2 separate regions of the Danio rerio genome follow, and region 2 is linked to region 1. The links are chromatin contacts, called in public Hi-C maps. All regions are on one chromosome and are shown on one strand. Each heading gives the region's core, a stretch centred on a gene start, on an enhancer-like site or on the middle of the called end of the contact. The rest is flanking DNA. Distances are from core to core; before and after follow the strand shown. Region 1 overlaps foxp1b (forkhead box P1b). Region 2 holds the start of foxp1b (forkhead box P1b).

Region 1 (2,980 bases), core at 320-2,819:
GCAAGTACTGGACTTTAGCAGCATGGGCAGGTCAAGCTTCGTTCAGTTGAGTGGTCAGGTGAACAGACACTGGTTGAAGTACACTGCAGCTCTGCACAAAAAGTTTGACTAAAGGAATAGCCGTGCCCAACTGAGCCTGGTTTCTCTCAAGGTATTTTTTTTCTTCTTCACTTTCGTCAATTGGATAAGTTTGATCCTTGTGGGACTTTGGGACTTGTGGAGCTATGCATCGATGGATTTGCTCTTCAGTGTTTGGAATTTCATCAGTGAAAATTAAACCACACAGAGCTGATCTTTAATTCTGAAAACTTGACTGACAGTTTTAGTTTACAAGAACTTCTATGTTAAGCTGCTTTGACACAATCTACATAGTAAACGTTCTATATAACAGGGTACATACAGGAATCAGAGAATGAAATTTAACCCCTTTTAAGTCTTTATGGACTCTCTCCATACATTTTATGACCTCATCTGCGACATTTTAACTTAGTATATTTACTAAATGTTAATTGTAAACTAATACATTATTCATATACTGTATAAAAATGCTAATCCAGTAGGTGGCGCCTATAGAACAGTAGGAATAACAGAGTTTCCCTGGTTACTGCAGTAAACAAAACAGCATGATGTCAAATCTAGCAGGATTTTCGCGATTTCTGAAAAACTAGACAAAATTCTAATATTCAAAGATTAAATGATTACAAAATATAATACCTTGTAAAATAGCATTTAAGACTTTTTAATACTTTTTCAGGATCTTAAATTTGTCTAAATGGATTTATTAACTTTTAATACTTTTTAAGACCCCATGGACACCCTGTACAAATAAAGATTAATTGATTTGACGGTAAAAACCAGTGAGATGATCATATGGGTGATGCAGATTTAGTTTTCAGGCAAATTTAGGTTTGCAAAAATTTTCTCTCTTCACAGTACAGCATGTCACATAAAAATGCATTGCATCCTTGCTGAATAGAAGATATGACTACTATAAAATGTTGTATGAGTATATTGGAAGCCTAAGCACGTCTGTACAGTCTTAGTAGACCGATTTGCCTATTAATATCAATGATGAAAAGAATTGTGCTGCTTTATTAAAAAAGTAAACACAGTTATACCTTTTTTCTTTAATGGATCCAAAATTGAACCGCTTTTATTTAAAATGTAAAAAAGAAAAAACGTTCCTGAGATGTTACTGACTTCAAAACATTTGAATAGTGGTATAATGACAGCCAAAAGAATGTACTGGGCTGTTTTTCATCAAAATTTTTACATTTAGATTTTTCCATGTGTAGTGGGTGGTTGAGCTAAGACTGGTTAAGATGTTCTGGGTAATTGCTGGATGTAAGAACAATATTAGCAGCAAGCATCAATAATATGTTTCTAAAAACAAGAGGGACCTAAGCCGAGAGAGAGAGAAAAAGAGCTGGAACTCTTCTTCTTGTCTGTAAAAAGGCAGACAAGGGCAAACCTGCTGTACTCTCAGAATGTGGGCCACCATAGACAAACATCCCCACATGTTTGTTTTGGGACAAAGTGTCAGTAATCACCATGGGGACTGCAGTTATCACAGACAGCACAGAACCCTGATGAAAACCACAGCACAGAGAGCAGCACTCTGCTTCACACAAGAGCCCAGGCCACACAGAGAGACAGAATATGACTGGGACGAGACCGATTGAAAATACTGTGACATCTTCATAGGGACATATCATACGTAAAAAGTGTGTACAGGATTTATTTTGTTATTCTTATGATCCTAAATTATCTCAAAGGTTCCAAAGGATTCTAATGAGATCAATTTAAAAATCTAAAATGTCTATGAAGTGTTTGGATCTACAGTATGTTTGATTCTTATACTGGGTTCACACCAGACGCAAAGCATGATATCACTTGTGGGATGTTTTTCACCTAATGCGAATTTTCCCCACAAATTGTTGATTTTAAACTTGCACGAAAGACGTGATAAAGGTGATTTTAATGTGTTCAAATGTTTCAAGGATTTCACATCATTTACACTGCTAGATACAAATTTACCTCTATTCACAAAGTTTGTATTGAAAAAAAGCCAATCTTGTATCTTTTTGTGCGAATATGTAAAGTTCAGGTGAAATCAAAATAAAGTTTTCTAGGTGTTAGTATCAGTATGTTTTAGGGATATCTATAATTGAGTGGGTTCAAAAAGTGATGAAATTTGCATTTAGAAGATATAAACATCCAAAGCTTGCTATTTGTCACTTCCATTTAAGAGATCAACATTAGCTGCGTTCGAAATTGCATATTTTCAAACTATATAGTATACTCAAAACAGTATGCGAGCTGAGAAGTATGTCCAAATTCATTGGAAAAGCAGTATGCAAGAAAGCATCCAGATGACCTACTACTTCTGGAGGGATTTTGAAGTGTGCATCTGATGGACGCTCCCGTATCTCATGATGCACCAGGAGAGAATTCATTAATGGGAGTGATGCAACTGACGCAGGTAGGTCACGTGATGATGACAAAATGGCGAATGTAGTACATTTGAGTACTTTTATAACGTTCGAGTAGTCAATTTGAATACAAATGTGCAAATTCGATGTCACATGCAGCCAAGGTTTTTGACGTCACCTCATTTCTCATCAAATCTTCAGGCCTATCAAATGCTCTATAGCAGGGGTGCTCAACCCTGTTCCTGCAGAGTTTAGCTCCTACCCCGATCAAACACACCTGAACCAATTAATTAGGACCTGACGCCACTTGATAATTACAGGCAGGTGTGTTTGATTAAGGCTGCATCTGAAATCGGCAGGAAGGTAGATCTCCAGCAACAGGGTTGGTCACCCCTGCTCTATAGCATCTGAAATGTTCCTGCCCTCCAAAATGCTTCTCATTTGTTGATTTCTTGATCTCAACCACTCTCACTGGGAGATCTGTGATAAAAACGAAAACAATACTAGCTGTTTTTTTAAAGGGGAGGAGCTTCTATATGTCCTGTCCT
Region 2 (2,980 bases), core at 172-2,671, 250 kb after region 1:
TTTCAGTCAAAAACTTATTAACATTAGCACAGTACCATTTCATTTTGTTTTTAAAAATAATGTAATCTTCATTGTTTAGAATTAAGGAATAGGTGCTGGAAATTTTCAATCAGGTTTACATCAGGACTCTGGTCTTCCCTTTTAATTATTTCAATGTTTTCATCTTTAAGGAACTGCTTTGCTCATTTGCTTGGTTACAGGAGGCTCATTGTCCTGACTGAAAATTGCTGGCCGATTGGGTGATGAACACAGGGAGAAAACTGCAAGTGCAAATGAACCTTCTGATAAATTATTGTTGATTTCTTAAAATAAAACATCAGTATGACAGGTGGTTGTGAATTGTCTGTGTATACATAACATTCATAATATAACAATATGACAATAAATGTAAAACATAGTTTAATAAGTGCATTAGGGCTGCACAATATATCAATTCAGCATCTATATCATAATGTGAGCATCCGCTATCATCACATTGTATAGATACGTTGGGATTATAGCTGCCCAAGAGACACACTTCAGAACACAAAATTTAAGTCACTGCAGAGTTTAACTATAATGAAGTGAAATGTTGTAATTTGTATGTTTTTAAGACTTAGGAGAGGTGCTCAGGCACAATACATTCAATTGGAAGTTTAATATAGAATACTTGTAATAAAAATTATTTATAGAGTAAAGACTTTGAGAGTCATTTTTACATTTAGATTACCATAAATCATACACTGTTTCACTTGTATCCTTGCTTTATTGTATATACCAACACTCACTATTACCTAGTTTTGTATTAGCATGCATGTTGAGATATTGGCTTCTTACTTATAAAGTACATAATCTGCAAGAGTTTATTCTACATCCCTAACCAAATATCTAAACTACCATAATTCTTATTAATAAGGATTAAATTAGAAGTTTATGAAAGCAAAACTCATAGTTAATGGTTAAAAATGTTAACAAAGAGAATTGTTTCACCAAATGATTGAATAGCCCCATTTGGAAAGAAATTGTATGGTATGGACACAGTATATCGCAACATATATTGCAGGAAAAAAATATCAAAATGTTAAATTTTACCAATATCACGCAGCTTTAATTTGAACTAATTCTGTTTTTAAGAATTCTGGGATTACATTTTTTTTTTGTATCTCAGAAATTATAGGGCTTCTATTGCTAATACACCTTACATGCAATAATATAAATTACAGATGATAAACTCAAATTACAGGTAAATATAGTTTGATATATAAATGGTGACTAAACCATTTAAAAATACATATATTGAAACAATCATTTAAAATAATGCAAGTGGTCACTATTTTTTTTGACCATGTCACAAAAAAGTATAGAGTTTCTTACTGTTTCAAGAGGTGACGGAACAGATGATTGTAGACTCTACAATTAAATTCCTTTGGTCTCGTTGAGGTATCTAAAAACACATATATATTCATTATCAATCAGTGTTGCATGACTTATGAATATGAATTATCAAGACTTTCCTATTATTCAAATAACAAATGAAAAAGCCTCTTCAATCTAAAGTCGGTTCATCCATTTCTCGTTAATCAAAGATTAATTTGTTCTAACAATTACACTAAATCATAGAAAACAAAAAAAAAGAGTACTATAACCAATAAACTAAGTGATAAACCCTCCTGAAAGTATCCATTCAATCACTGTAAACAATTGCATATCGAGTTCACAGAAATGCACTCAAAATTCCCATCACGCTGCTCTATGATATTAAATCAAAAGATTGATTCTCTCAATATCCAGCTTTGAAGTTCACTCGGCATTGGCCAATTGATCAATCCACGCTTCAGAAGATCGTACATTATGCTCATTCATAACATCAAAATGCTTTTAGAGAAATATCCAGTAATCCCCAAGTACATTTCTCAGGCTTCTTTCTCAACACTTGCACTAGGAAAACAAAGAACCAACAAATGGTGCTTTATTGTTAGAACAGTTTTTAGAGGCTTGGATATCACCACCTGTTTGCCTCAGTATTACGCATTTGTAAAAAGACAACGCTTTAATTTTTGTCTGGCAATTTCTAAACCTGAAACAATGTTCTCATGGAATTTCATAATTATAACAGCAAGTACACAACACAAAAATCATGACAGGGTTAATAAAAAATCTACGAGGATCTTCTTTCAAACAGCATCTTGAGGTGAGGTGACAATGACTCAAACTGATTCACTTTTAGTCGGTTTCTTAAAGCGGTGAGCAAAAAAGGCTGTACGTGCCCACTTTCATGTGAACGAGGCAGGATTGCTGCCGAGTTAAGCGTTTAAGATAATTACCGTGCTTTTATAATGATCCGTCCAATAAGGCCTTACATATATCAAATAAACAAGCAACAACACGTCAATTAAGACCACCCGAATTGCTTCGAAGTTCAAACCAGCAAATAGGCCACATTTTGGTATAAACACACATACAGATGTAAACAGAAGATCAAAGAAAACTTCCATCGGTTATTCCTCCTTTGAATTCATTTGAACATTCAATTGAAAAAAAAAAAAAAAAACAAGAAACCTTCTTGCAAAAACTAATTAACATGCATGCTATGATAAGGTAATTAGTACTCGAGCCGTTTTCCTGATTAAACATACTCTAATTGAGAGCACGCTGCTATTGAGAGGGAGGAAAAACTCTATTCCCTTGGAGGGCACTTAAACGGTGTCCCTTTTACAAACACGTAAGCAGAGACAAAACACATGTTAATTAACAGTCAACAATATTGGCCACTTCTCTAACTTCTCTTTTTAACAATACATTTTAAGGAATACTTTCAACACAATGTCCTTAAGATGCAACTCTTATAAGTTGGTAAGTCTATTAAGAGCAAAGATAATAATTTTAAATATACATAAATTAAAATATATAAATAATTTTGCTGTTTTTTTAGGTTTGGGTTTGAGTAAATGGTAATTTTTTATTCACTAAAAATCTGATTTCTTCCAACATTTCTTCTAAA

The links. Hi-C and Micro-C count contacts between places; a contact is called where the count stands out from the background.
Region 2: a Hi-C map of an unstated tissue shows a contact between it and region 1, with 1.7 times the contacts expected there. The contact joins the promoter of foxp1b here to the enhancer-like site in region 1. A contact is called at or near these places in 1 of 18 Hi-C or Micro-C datasets (an unstated tissue) and 1 of 4 datasets of contacts at active chromatin or transcription factors (embryo).

The regions. Positions count from the first base shown.
Region 1 is chr6:46,154,077-46,157,056 of GRCz12tu, forward strand. The region is part of intron 11 of foxp1b (forkhead box P1b); the gene reads right to left. Among named protein-coding and RNA genes, the nearest start is that of mdfic2, 150 kb to the left of the region's middle. Within about 2 kb of position 1,570, at least 6 of the 62 cell types and tissues checked have an H3K27ac peak or open chromatin away from gene starts, as enhancers often do.
Region 2 is chr6:46,400,562-46,403,541 of GRCz12tu, forward strand. It overlaps foxp1b (forkhead box P1b), which reads right to left and starts at 1,422. Exons shown (of 20, transcript NM_001039637.1): 1 at 1,354-1,422.